Linked DNA regions of Sus scrofa: region 2 is linked to region 1. The links are chromatin contacts, called in public HiChIP or PLAC-seq maps. All regions are on one chromosome and are shown on one strand. The core of a region is the stretch at or near the end of the contact, and the rest is flanking DNA. Distances in the headings are between cores, read along the strand shown. Region 1 holds the start of CDH24 (cadherin 24). Region 2 holds the start of C7H14orf93.

What was found. HiChIP or PLAC-seq counts read pairs in DNA pulled down with a chosen protein or histone mark.
Region 2: a contact with region 1 is called in an H3K27ac HiChIP or PLAC-seq map of skeletal muscle. The contact joins the promoter of C7H14orf93 here to the promoter of CDH24 in region 1. A contact is called at or near these places in 7 of 47 Hi-C or Micro-C datasets (embryonic fibroblasts, epiblast stem cells, mesenteric adipose tissue and 3 more) and 2 of 2 datasets of contacts at active chromatin or transcription factors (alveolar macrophages and skeletal muscle).

Annotation. Positions count from the first base shown.
Region 1 is chr7:75,988,941-75,996,129 of Sscrofa11.1, forward strand. It overlaps CDH24 (cadherin 24), which reads left to right and starts at 2,965. Exons shown (of 12, transcript NM_001243615.2): 1 at 2,965-3,269; 2 at 3,448-3,742; 3 at 3,938-4,057; 4 at 4,132-4,299; 5 at 4,472-4,659; 6 at 4,970-5,223; 7 at 6,461-6,597. The coding sequence starts at 3,069. ACIN1 (apoptotic chromatin condensation inducer in the nucleus) reads left to right here. Exons shown (of 19, transcript XM_021099243.1): 19 at 1-294.
Region 2 is chr7:76,031,453-76,038,367 of Sscrofa11.1, forward strand. It overlaps C7H14orf93, which reads left to right and starts at 2,298. Exons shown (of 7, transcript XM_021099247.1): 1 at 2,298-2,355.

The sequences.
Region 1 (7,189 bases), core at 1,715-4,214:
CCAAGCCTCTTGTTTTTCCTCCATCCTGCTCACCACCTGCTTTGGTACTCGCACCCACTTCTTGGGAACAGCCGGGGCCAGGACTGGGTCACCTATGAGCTGAATCAGCATCTCCTCCTGAGTCCCAGGGCCCCTGCAGTTCCCAGTCTCTTCAGTCCTGCAGCCCTTGCCTCCTGTCCACCGGTTCCACTTTATATCCACCTTTTCCTTTTGTTCAATTTTTATTTTTATTTTTTTTTATTATTAAATGATGTGGTCTATGGAAAATAATAAATCTGACTTAGTTTTAACTAGTGTGTGAGTGAGTGGCTTTCCTTGGACAGGGCCTGGGTGAGAGCCAAATTGAAGAGGAAGCTTGAGTATGCAGTGCAGCCGTGTTGCTGGCATTCCCTACACTTCACTTAGCCTCCTGCTTCCCGGAGCAGGGACTCACCACCCTCCCTCCATCCCTGCCACCGCAACTGCGGATCTTCCTCTCTAGAGGGTAGAGGGGAAGACCCCCTGGGAAGAGAGGGGTCCTTTCAGGGCTTCTCAGCCCTGTGCTAGAGGCGTTCGGTCACCTGCTTGGCACCTTGAAGGTGCCACCAGGGGGCGGCAGCCGCTCGCTCTGTAGGCTCCTGTAAATGAGCTTCCCCAAGAGGCTTCGCTCCCCACCTCCGTGCCTTCCCGCCGAGGCTGTGCCTTGATTCCTGACCTGTTCCCTGAGCCCAGCCCGAGGACTCCCTGGACCCTTACGCCGCGCTTAGGGTCCCCAGTCGGCTCGCTATGCTGCCCTGCACGGGCTCCCAAAATGCCACCGCCTCACGGCCGGGGTGTACAGCAGCTCCCAAGGCCGGACCGGGAACAAGGAGCGGGGAGCAGGGCCTCCGCAGTGGGCTCTCGACTCCCCGCCTCGCCGCACGCTCGCCCTTCACCCGGCTACTGGGGGCGTGCGGGCCGCTTTGCGTTCCTGGGTGCGCCCTCCCCACTAGCTCTTCGGAAACGGCCTGGCGCCGTGGCCTGGACGCCCTTCTGCCCTCCTGCCCCTCCGGGCGCTGCGGACCCCGGCCCAAAAGGGAGCCGCATCTGTATGCGCCCGGCGGCCGGCAGCGCCGAGGGGGCGGGCACCAACGCCGCCCCCGCCCCCGCCCCCGCCGCGCGGCCCGGGCTGGGCAGGGGAGGGTCGGAGGCTGGGCTCTCCTCTCCTGCGCGGCGCGGAGCCGCCTCGCTCCTCCGCAGGCGGAGCCTCCTTCCCCCGCCCCCTCCGTCTCGCTCCCTTGTTCTCAGCCGGGGCCGCTCAGACCTGCAGCGGAGCCGCGGCGCCCGCTCGGATCGGCTCGGGGCTGTGCCCCCCTGGGACCCGGCGGCTGGGGCCGGCGGAGACCGTCCCCGCCGGGCTGGGCCCCTCGGCACTGCCAGGTAAGGGCTTCTGCTCCGGAGCCCGCGGTCGGGAATTCGCGCAGGGGCAGCAGGGGGCCCGCAGCCTGCGGGTATCTTCAGAGCGGTGAGCGGTGCGCTCCGCGGCTGGGAGCCCACTGCCGGCTCCCTTCTCCCGCGCTCTCCAGCTTTCCCTTCTTCCCTCGCACCTCTCTCCCTCTTTTAACCATTTTCCTCTCCCTCGATCTCTCTTCACCCAGCCTTCTCTCTGCCTGTTTGCCTTCTCTGCCCCTTCCCTCTGTCTCCCCAACCCTTCTCTCTCCTTCTTACCCTGTCTTGCTCCATCTCCTCTTCCTCTTTGCTGTTTTCTTCCTCCACCTCTCTCTCCTTTCCCGTCTCTTCCTTTTCCCGCTCTCCTTTCCTTCCCCTGTTCCTTCTCTCTCCTCTCCCCTTCCCTTTCCCACTCTCCTATTTCCCACTCCTCTCTCCCTTTCCTTCTCCCTCCTCGTCCCGCCTCCCTCTCCGGTCGCCGGCTCGCCTCCGGCTTCCCTCTTCCCTCGGGAAGGAAAGGACTGTCAGGTGTGTGTCTGCTCTGGGGGAGGAGAGGCGCAGCCACAGCCACCTGGGGGGACCCCCTAGGAGGAGAGGGAGAAGACAGTGGTGGGAAGGGTCCTCTCTCTAGCTTCCATCCCACAGCCCCTCCTGGCTGCCCCCTCTCCCAGAATGAAGTTCTCCTCCAGGGTGGCCTGGTCTAACCCCCTCAGCTGAAGCTGCCCCTTCCTGTCCATCACACATACTGAAAGCCCCTCTGCCCTCTCAGCCACCCATTCTCTAGCCTGGTACCCATATGACTCCTCTCTGCTTTTCAGACACCCAGGCTGCCACCTTGGGTCTCTTTCCTTCTGTCTCTTGCTGCCATTCTGTCTCTGTCTCTGCAGCCAGTCCCTGAGTCTTGGTCTCAACCTCAATCACGCTGTGTCTCTAGCCTCTGGGTCTGCCTCTGCTCCCCCTCCCCGGTCTCCTGGCCTCTGCCACCCCTCTTCTTCCAGCTCTGGCCCCTACAATGCCTCATGAGTCCAGGTCTCCCTTCAAGGACTTCAGCTAGCAGTGTGTTAGGGTCAGTTTCTGGAGAGGCGGGGTTCTCTGTGGAGGAGGGACTTTCACAGGCTTTCAACCCTGTTTGAGGCTGCACTCCTTGTCCTCTCACCCTGACCCTAGGCACCCTCAGATCACACCTCCAGGAGTCCAGATCCCTTTATTTTAAGCCCTTTCCCTGGTAGCCCCCATTTCCTCCAGCCCCCAGCTGCATGCCCACCCTGGGAGAACAGGAGCCAGATTTGAGGTTCCCAGCCCTCCCAGCATACCCTCTCCTATTTTCTCCCCAAGCTTCTCTACTCACTTGACTGGCCGGAGATTTATCAGCTTGGAGGGCTGGAGGTGAATACAGGCAGAGCCTGGGTGGAGGGAAAGATCAGACTGCTTTCTGTCTTAGTCTGGTTTCTGGTCACTGGTGTTTCTGGTTCCTCGGAGGTCTGATCTTGAGCATCTAACTTTGGAGGGGGGAGGGTTAAGGGTTTCCTTGACCCTGAACAGCTACCTCTCCTGCAGGTGTGGATCCATGGGGTAGTCCCAAAGCATCTGCCCCTCTGCCCCAGGCAGCTCATGCCTTAACACCCAGGGGCAGTGAACAGAGCCCTGGCTGGTGCCCAAACATGTGGGGCCTGGTGAGGCTCCTGCTGGCCTGGCTGGGTGGCTGGGGCTGCATGGGGCGCCTGGCAGCCCCAGCCCGGGCTTGGGCAGGGTCCCGGGGAGGCCCAGGACCAGCACTGCTTCGGACCCGAAGGAGCTGGGTGTGGAACCAATTCTTTGTCATTGAGGAATATGCTGGACCAGAGCCCGTCCTTATTGGCAAGGTAAGGATCAAGCCTCCCATGTCTACCCTGACTCTCAAGGCTCTGCCCTGCAACTTCACTTCTGCAATGACCTTGGTCCCTCAGAACTCCCAACACTCCACCGAGGCCCAGACTTAGACTCTTTAACTTTCTGTCCCTGCGCTTGGAACCCGCTGCCATCTTTCCCTGACCCGTACAGCTGCACTCGGACGTGGACAGGGGTGAGGGCCGCACCAAGTACCTGCTGACGGGAGAGGGGGCAGGCACCGTATTTGTGATCGATGAGGCCACAGGCAATATCCATGTCACCAAGAGCCTGGACCGGGAGGAGAAGGCCCAGTATGTGCTACTGGCCCAAGCTGTGGACCGAGCCTCCAACCGCCCCCTGGAGCCCCCATCAGAGTTCATCATCAAGGTGCAAGACATTAATGACAATCCACCCATCTTTCCCCTCGGGCCATACCACGCCACAGTGCCCGAGATGTCCAACGTCGGTGAGTATCCCGAGTCCGGACATCGTGGATCCCACCTCCTAGAGCGCCCTCCCTCACCTCTCCCTCCCCCACCCCTTTCTGCCCCGGAAGCCACCTCCCTCAGTTCAGCCCCACTCATGTCTGGGTCCTGATCGTCTGCTGTTCTTCCCTACTTGGCTCTGCCCCTGCTGAGTGGGGTGCCGGGATCCCCCACAGGGACTTCAGTGATCCAGGTGACTGCTCATGATGCTGATGACCCCAGCTACGGGAACAGCGCCAAGCTGGTGTACACCGTGCTGGATGGACTACCTTTCTTCTCTGTGGACCCCCAGACTGGTGAGGCTAGAGCTCAGGAGCCGGGTGGGGCTGCCTTGGGACCAGGCACCCTCTGATCCATCATCTCTCCCTAGGAGTGGTGCGGACCGCCATCCCCAACATGGACCGTGAGACGCAGGAGGAGTTCTTGGTGGTGATTCAGGCCAAGGACATGGGTGGCCACATGGGGGGGCTGTCGGGCAGCACTACGGTGACGGTCACCCTCAGCGATGTCAACGACAACCCCCCCAAGTTCCCGCAGAGTAAGGGGCCAGTGCTGTCGCCTGAGCCATCTTTTAAGCACCCCACCCCTTGCAGCCTCTTGAGAAATCTGCCCTCCCACCCCTCCCGAGCCAGGCCTGGGAGAAGGACATGCCGGGAGAGGGAGGAGGGCTGGAGACCTCTCTAAGATCGTCTCCCTCCATCCTCCCCAAGGCCTGTACCAGTTCTCCGTGGTGGAGACCGCTGGGCCGGGCACCCTGGTGGGCCGGCTGCAGGCCCAGGACCCAGACCTGGGGGACAACGCCCTCATGGCATACAGCATCCTGGACGGGGAGGGGTCCGAGGCCTTCAGCATCAGCACAGACTCCCAGGGTCGAGATGGGCTCCTCACTGTCCGCAAGGTTAGCCTCCTGTCTCATGCCACAGACCCACTCATAACTGCCTCCTGCCCCAGGGGTCATGCCTCTAACTGGTCTAGAACAGACTCAGGATCCCTGTGTTGGAGCTTGGAGATCATGGTCACCTCCTCATCCTTCAGATGAGGGCCTGGGGCACTTCATGGGGAAGTGACTGGTTGAAGACTTTGCATAGAGCAAGTCTGTGATGGAACTGGGGGCAGACCTAGAGTTCTGCCCACCAAGGCTACCACCCCTCTGGTGCCCTCCTCCCTGGTCTCCATCTGCCGCAGTCACTCCATCTCCCTCCCCACAGCCCCTGGACTTCGAGAACCGTCGCTCCTACTCCTTCCGTGTGGAGGCCACCAACACGCTCATCGACCCAGCCTATCTGCGGCGAGGGCCCTTCAAGGACGTGGCCTCAGTGCGCGTGGCTGTGCAGGACGCCCCAGAGCCACCTGCCTTCTCCCAGGCTGCCTACCACCTGTCGGTGCCCGAAAACAAGGCTCCCGGGACCCTGGTGGGCCAGGTGTCAGCCTCTGACCTGGACTCCCCAGCCAGTCCAATCAGGTGAGCAGGGGTGCCGGCCAGGCTGGGCGGGCCTCGGGGAAGGGGCCCAGCAACAGGCTGTTCTCACCTGAGGATGAGCCTCCTTGACTGCAGGTGACATTCACCTCCTGGTAGAAGTTTCCCTGCAGGCCTGGGTACCAGGGGAGAGCCAGAGGACCTGGCTAACCACTCCCAGACTCGCCACCCGTCCCTCTGGGTGGATGATAGTGGTGCCTCCTAGAGGCAGGGCAGACAGATGGACTCTTATCCAATGATTGCAATGGATCAGTTGACAGCTATGGCTATTGCTCACTCCTTTCAGTGCTTCACATTTTACCCACTTGATAACATTTCACTCTCACAACAATGTGTGTAGTAGTAGCCTTAACATCACCCGTTGCTTTAGCAGCTTGGCCCTGAGAGGCTGAGTAACCTGCCCGAGGTCTCGCAGTCAGTAAGTAGCAGCGCTGGAACTCAGACCCAGACTTGTCAGCCTCCAGGAGACCCACTCTTTCCACCTCCCCAGCCAGCATCCCTGGCACAGCACGGAAGGAGGTGCTGGTGTCATTCCCATTTTATAGTTGAGGAAACAGGTTAAAAGATTTGCCCAAGGCCCACAGCTGGTCTGAGACAGAGCAGGGCTAGAACTCAGGTCCCTCATCCCCAGAACAGAGCCCAGAAGTTGAAAAGATAAGCGGTGTTTACCTTGTATCCACCTCTTTCTCCCTTTCTCCATGAAACCCAATCTCCCGAGTGTCAGGACAGGTGGGTTTTGTTTGTTTGTTTGTTTGTTTGTTTGTTTTGCTTTTTAGGGCTGCACCCACGGCATATAGAAGTTCCCAGGCTAGGGGTCTAATTGGAGCTACAGCTGCTGGCCTATACCACAGCCACAGCAATACTGTGGGATCTGAGCCACATCTGTGACCTACACCACAACTCACAGCAACGTCAGATCCTTAGCCCACTGAGCAAGGCCAAGGGACTAAACCCGATTCCTCATGGGTACTTGTCGGGTTCAGTTACCACTGAGCCACAATGGTAACTCCAGGACAGGTGTTTAATGTTGATGACTCCCCAGGGATATTTGTCTTTTGAGGGGCCCCTAACATGAATTATGGCTCAGGGTGCACGGGGCAGGCTCTGCCCCGCAAGCTCAGACCCTCTGCCCGGATGAGCCATGAGGCCCAGCAAGGCAAGCTGAAGCTGCAAACTCCAGCCCTGCCCCAGATCAGCCCCCAGCCTGGCTCCCTCTCCCCAGGTACTCCATCCTCCCCCACTCGGACCCGGAGCGCTGCTTCTCCATTGAGCCTGAAGACGGCACCATCCGCACGGCAGTGCCCCTGGACCGCGAGGCTCGTGTCTGGCACAACCTCACAGTGCTGGCCACAGAGCTCGGTGAGGAGTCCTGGGCCCCCAGGAACCCCAGGGGAAGGCAGCAGCCTCCTGGCAGAGGGACCATCCCTGAACGTGGGGGTGGGGAAGAGTGGTTAGTACCATGCACCCTCACGTAGCCACAGCCACCGGCTCCCTAGCCTGGATCATCACCACCAGGCAGGCCTCCTGGTCTCCGGGGCTGGGCTGAGCACAGTGGGTCTGCCCGAGCATTTCCCCTCACCTTAAATTTGCTCCCATACCTGTCTTCCCCCAACCTGAAATTAAACCTAACCTCAAATAGCTCCCAACCCCTAAACGAACCCCAACCTGCACCCTGGGAGACCCTGCCCTGCCCACTTTCTGCTTCAGGCTGAAGTTGCGGGGCAGGGAAGGGCTGGGCCCCACCTCTGGGAGCTAACTGGGGACTCCAGCAGCCCTTCTCCGGGAAGCCTCCCTTGGAGCCCTCAAGGGAGGGGAGAGGGCCCAGCTCAGTGTGCTGCCCTTCAGTCGCCAGTCACCAGCAGCGTGGCTCAGCCGACTCTAGGCAGCCGTGGCTCATAGAGGCAGGGAGACCTCCCTCCCTTCTGTGACCCTCCCCTTGCCACCCCTGCTC
Region 2 (6,915 bases), core at 1,048-3,547, 42 kb after region 1:
CTTAGAAGCATTCAGGCCATTTGTCTTGTGGAATGTTGTGAGGATGAAATCAGATAGCAATAGTTTTTTAAAGCTGTGCTGTTGAGCCAGTGAGGCACAGCAGTTAAGAACTGGGGCTATGAATGAGTTCTTTTGCGGCTCAGTGGGTTAAAAACCCAAAGTTGTCTCTGTGAGGATCCAGGTTCGATCCCTGGCCTCACTCAGTGGGTTAAGGATCTGGTATGTTGCCGAAAGCTGCTGTGTTGGTTGCTGATGCTCCTCGGATCTGGCATTGCTATGGTTGTGGCGTAGGCCTCAGCTGCAGCTCCAATTCGACCCCTAGCCTGGGAACTTCCATATGCTGTGGTTGCATAAAGAAAAAAAAAAGAACTTGGGCTATGAAGCTAGATTTTCTGGGTTCAAGTTCCAAGCCTACCTCTTACTAGCTCTGTGACCTTAGTCAAATTATTATACCTCTCTGTGCCTCAGTCTAATCTATAAAGTGAGGATAATGATAGTACCTCCCCACTATTACAGAGATTATTAAATAAGTCAATACCTGTAAAGTGTTCAGAGCAATCCTTGCACATTAAGTGCTCATAAACTGTTACTATAGAAGACAAATACTTGTGGGATCTGAGTTTCAAAATCTTAGCTAGAAAAAAAATCCACTCATTTAATTATATATGATTTTTTTTTCAGTGCTTAATAAATGTCCATAATTATGCCAGCTGCTGCAGTAAGGATAAAAAAAAGAAAAAAGTTCCTGAAGGGAGTTCCCACCATGGCTCATGAGGATGCAGGTTTGATCCCTGGCTTTGCTCAGTGGGTTAAGGATCTGATGTTGTCATGAGCTGTGCCATAGGTCACAGAAGCTGCTTGGATCTGATATTGTTGCCCCTTGAATCTGTGGTGTAGGCTGGCAGCTGCAGCTCCTATTCAACCCCTAGCCTGGGAACCTCCATATGCCGTGGGTGTGGTCCTAAAAAATAAATCCCCCCAAAAAGTTCCTGAATGGATGAAAGTTTAAGATATATAATCTCTGGGAGTTCCCTTTGTGGCACAGTGATTAATGAATCCGACTAGGAACCATGAGGTTGTGGGTTCGATCCCTGGCCTTGCTCAGTGGGTTGAGGATCCAGTGTTGCCATGCGTGAGCTGTGGTGTGGGTTGCAGATGCAGATTGGATCCCACGTTGCTGTGGCTGTGGCTGTGGCTGTGGCTGGCAGCTACAGCTCTGTCTGATTAGACCCCCTAGCCTGGGAACCTCCATATGCCACAGGAGCGGCCCTAGAAAAGGCAAAAAGACAAAAAACAAACAAACAAACAAAAAAAAAACCAAACTCTGATCTCAATTTACTAGGGTGAAATTACTAAAACATTTGAAACAATCAAGGTAGAATTAAGCACAGCTAACTTGAGTAAGCATGAAGTTCATGCTGATAAAGGAGAGAAGGAAGTGGTCTGCGTTGACTGAAACAGCTGAAGAATGGATAAAAACTGACTAGTCAAAGACAGGCATTATTTACTGCAGACGGATGAGACCACTTGAGCAAAGGAATAATACCAATAATACCGGAGTGAAGAGGTGAGGGCAGTGGGACCCAAGTACAAACAGGGGCCTGGGGCCAGACTATGGGTGGTTTAAAATCCAAGTGTAAACAATCGGGTCTTCATGCAGGAGGTAAAGGGAGACCATTTTAGGTTCTTGAGAATGCAGTATTAGCCAAATAGAGGAAAAACTGGGGACGAAGGCTGAGCAAAATCCACGCCCAAAGTGTAAGACTACTTTATTTTTCACCTGAAGGACATCACATACTTGTAGGAATGTTCACTTAAAGGTGGGAGCGTTAAGCAACAGACGTGACCCAGACATTCTACCTGGAAATCATGAACTCTGGCCCAAGGACCAAGTGCTTGATGCATAATCCCAGTTTAGAAATTTTACTGACTAGTTAAGTTTGGCAAATTGTCGGAAGGTGCTCACTCACTGGATTGTTATTTATGCTGATGACGAGGGCCTGGATTCACAGAGGAAAAAAACAACATGGGAAAGGGTGAAAGGGGGGGTGAGAAAGTGAAAGGAAGGGGAAAGAAGTAGGGAAGGGCACAGGTGTCAGCCATGGCGCCAGAGACCGAGCTGCAGAGGTCGGGGGTCTGGAGTCTGGGGTCGGGGGTCGGGTGGCCCTTAGGAGCGCCCCCTCCCCCAGGGGCACCGTCCTCAGGCGCCGCGCGTGTGCTCGCGGGCGGGGCGCCCCGCGGCCGCTGGCGGCCAATCCGGGCGGGCGTCCGGGGAGGGGCGGGGCTTGCCGGCTCCGGCTCCGCGAGTCCTCCTTTTTGCACACACACGAATACAAAGAGCCATACGACCTTCGGGTATCCTTTTTCCATTTTTTTTCCTCCTTAATCTTGTGTGTGTTTTCAAATTTTTTAAAAATAGAGATCTGTGGCAGTGCTGGGGTGAGGAAACTGTTGCTAAGGGGAATGTGCGCTTTCCCCCATTTCTTTTTCTGTCTCTCTTCCTCTTTCTTTTTCCTGGTCAAGGTTTTAAATATACCAAGAAGTTGAGAAGCAGGATGGCCGTGTACAACTGTTTCCAGCCAAATTTATATTTTTTCTTTTTGCTATCACATTTTAAGAACTGGTAAATTTTTATGGTCAAGGGATTTAAAAAAAAAATTTGGCCTCTTGGGAAGTATAGATTTCTTTTTTTTTAAGCGGGCTCGAAGGGATAATGTAAATTTCTGCCACAGGCAACGTCGAAGGAAGCGGAGATTTGAGACTCCCTCACAAAGCTGTTTGCGTGCGTTTTACACACCCTCCCCCCAGAACCAAAACTAAGTGGCTTGAATGTGGCAATTGTCCAAGGCCAAGAGGCTAAAAATGTTTAGATATTCTTAATTGTAACACTCATTTCCCTGGGGAGGGGGGAGTCAAAGCCCTTCTTACAGTATGTCTTACAAACATTTTTCATGAGAACCTTGTGTGTGTGTGTGTGTGTGTGTGTGTTTCCTGAAGCAAATAATTTCGTAAAGATTTATCTTGGGGTTTTGTGCTTTGTGTATATGTACAGTATGTGTATATGTGCCATATCAGATTTTATTTTCAAAAGTGACTGCCTTTGGTTTTATGTGTGCAAAGTAGCCCCTAGGATGTGGATTTTTTTTTTTTTTTTCTGTTGTGTTCCCAAATGTGATCCAGACAGGAGTTTATGTGCAAATTAAACCTGAGAAGAAATCCCATGCATAAAATACTTAGGCACTTTCATTCTATGTGCATTTGATATTTTTTTTGCTCTACTTCTAAAGTACCAGATTAAATTGCCAGGGAATATGTAGTCCATGTGGCAAATGAGGATATGCAATTTATTGAGTCTGTGGTTAAAGCCTTCTTTAGTGACTGTTTTGCCTTAGTGGTTTTGGTTTTTATTGTCTCACGTTCTTAAATGTACAGCTGTGTATATTTTGGCCTTTATGTGTGGTTTGGTTGGTGTGTTCAGAAGGGAAGTTCTCTCTTGGCTTTTTGACAAAATGGTCGTTTATAGGTTGGGATTTGTTTCAAAAGCTCCACAGCTGGCAAAGTATCAGGAAAATAATTTAGTCAAGTCCAATTCTCAGAAACTGTTCATAGTGGTGGTGATGATGGAGGAGGGGCCAAGAGGAAGCAAAGGCCAATAATATATATGCAGGATAAGAAATGCATTTTGGTTATCATGTTGCATTTTTGGAATGAAAATGCTCAAAGTCACAGAGAGAAGTGTGTGTATGAATTGAGAGGGCTGAGAGCAGTGTCTCCCTGTACAGGAGCTGTATTCTCACTTCACTCTTTCAGAACCACTGTCTCCTATTAGGAGTCCTACAGAAAATATTTACATTCAAATCTGTATTTGCAGATTGGGGTGAAAGCATAGGAAGCATATGGGCTGATGAGGGAGAAACTGGAATGTCACAAGTGAAGTAGCAACCAGGAGATAAAAAAAGGATCTATGGTAGAGTTCAAATTTCACACAAAACCCCAGTATGACGATGGTAGTACATTCCCGTTCCCCAGCCAGCAACCCACTCAGTTTCAAACAGTATTTAGGATGCCTAACAAATGCGATAAAATTATCTGTACATGTCTTTACATTCACTATAAGGTGGCCCTCTTTGGACCCTCTGGATTTCTTACCTGTACTGAGTGCATTTTTATTCCCTAATAAGTCAGATCAGTGCTTAATAAATGTCTCAAATGTGGATCATTCCACAAATTTAGACCTGCATGTCTTTGGAATCCAGTCAGTCTAGTGACCTTTGTGATGGCAGCAGTGCTGAGAATTTTAATGGAGTTTTGCTCTTTCTTACTCTTTCCCACTTCACTGCAGGCCATCACATATACTTTCTACCTTCTCAGAAAACAGAAAGCTCTTCCTAGAGCAGTACACAGCCCAAGCCCCTGTCTTCCTAGACTACTTGATTTTTGCTAGGAATTTAGGCTCACAGCCAATGTCCTTGCTTTGAGTTTCTTCGTAAGAAAGAGAATTCCTCCTACGAATGTACCTCCTACCAAGGCAAAATAAAGCTAAACTCGGTTTAGCCTGGGATTCGCGAGGTCCCTCAAGATGAAAACTTTGAACTAAGGGCAACTAATACCTTGTTAGTGGTATCTGAAAAATCTGTAACTGAGGCCGGCAGGAACTAAAAGCTTGTCACTACCAAATGTAAGAGACCAATTTGTGGTCACTGTACCTACGACCGTGTACACGCAGCTTTCCGGGCAGCAGAGAACAAAAGCGAGTAAACAAAACAAAAAAGCCACCTAAAGATGGCGTCTGACGGCCTTGAAAAAGGCTCCAGTCGTATCTCTCCCTGAAGAGGCCCCTCCCCTCCCTGGCTCTTTGAGTGATTGTGGATTGTGGCCAATAACGTTCTCGACCCTACTCCGCCCAGTCGTCCATCTACCAATCACCGAGGGCCCAGGGACTGGTGGGGCGGGGCTTAACCGCGTGCGCGCGCCGGACGGGTACACGCGCCGGCGCCGCGGTCTTCCCCAGCTGTCCGCGCGCGCCCGCCTCAGCACAGCTGAGTCAGCTGCCGCTAGGCGCGGGGCACACGTGGTGGGACACCCGTAGGGCCGCCAAAGCGAGACTGCTACAGGAAGTCCCCTCAGTCTTCAGAGCTTTCTTACAAACATAGTCTGCTTAAGGTGACCCAGCAAGATCCCCAGCTGCGTCTCGGGCCAGTCTGCTCTTTGCGTCCTCTGCGGAGCACCCCTTTCCCGGAACCCTCAGGGCACAGTCTACCCGGGGGGACCCAGTGGCAGGGCGCCCTGTCCCCTCGAGCTCTGCTACCCCTTGCGCCGCTGAGGCTGCCCTGCTTGCAGCTGAAACACACCTTCTCTTCGGAAATGGTTGTGTGTTCCTGGTGCCTACCTTGTCAACTTTGACTAATATTTAATCAGCTAACATTTACCGAGGGCTTCCTGGGCACACGATGCAGCCTTAGGAGCTAGTTTCTCATTTTTCAGTTTCTTCATAAATGCAGGAAGAGTCCTTTACGTCAGGCGCACGGATGCGAAAGTCTTAAACTGGAAATTTTAATGTCACCAAGTTGCGTTTTAGCAGACGTAATTTTAAAAAGACGGTGCTACCCTGGGTTAAACAAACTCATATTATTATACACACATACATGAAATTTCCGGATTACGTGGAATCCTTAGGACCTCATTCTGCCCTCTGGGACTACATCTCTTTCTAATCCCTAAAAGCGAGGTCTTAGATTTTCTTTGTAGATCTTTAGATGGGTCAGTCTTTCAAAATGTAGAAAAGTACTGTATTATAGTATTTGCTTACCTGCTTTTGTGTGATAAGAATTTCATTTCTGATAGAAATAGGTTTTGAGAGGACCTAGCGGGTGAGCCATTTTGCAACTTCAAGTGGAGTGGGGGACTGACTGGCACAGCAGAAGCTTTAAGCGGCCGTTATCCTTTTTTATTTTTTAAAATGAAGATTATGGTATGAATTGCTGTGCTTTCAATGATCACATTTAAGGAAATCCATTGCTGGCACGACCCTGAATGAGTCAGAGGCCCATTATAAAAACATATATCATTGAGTGATACCATATCCTACACATCTATTAAATAGTGAGAAAACTTTTATTTTTCATAGTTTAGAGGTGAACTCAGTCATGCAGAAAATTCAAACCCAGAATGAGTTGAAGCAAGCAAGGGAGCTGCCAAGAGTATGATATATTTAGCTCTAACAAAAATACATGTGACTTGAGAGGAAAGGGATAGTTAAGATTATGGACAGTCTCACCCTGAACTGTCTGTCTAAAGAAGATGAGTTTTCTTTCTTCTTTATCTAAATAGTTTTTGTTTTTTTTTTTTGTCTTTTCTAGGGCTGCACCCACAGCATATGGAGGTTCCCAGTCTAGGGGTCTAATTGGAGCTACAGCTGCTGGCCTACACCACAGCCACAGCAACGCCAGATCCAAGCCACATCTGTGACCTACACCACAGCTCACAGCAATGCCTGACCCTTAACCCACTGAGCAAGGCCAGGGATCGAACTCTCAACCTCATGATTCCTAGTTGGATTCATTAACCACTGAGCTACTACAGGACTCCAATCTAAATAGTTTTGAAAAAATATCAAAATTACTGGTAAGTACAATTTCTAGGCTCCTTTCACAGGTATTAAAATTACACCAATACCAAATAAACCCCAAACACAGAGATTTTATGCAAACTTAACTTTGCCAGCTGCTGTCATTTCGTGTTGATATAATAGGACTGAATCTCCCTCTTTTTCTTAACATTCAATTCTAGATGTTGATAGCGTTTTGCAAAAGGCATGTGTATTTTTCTATGGTGGTCAATCTTAGTTTATTCCTATTTTTTCATTCTTCAACAAAAATGTGAACTCCTGATTTTAAAATCAGTAGGAGTTCCCAA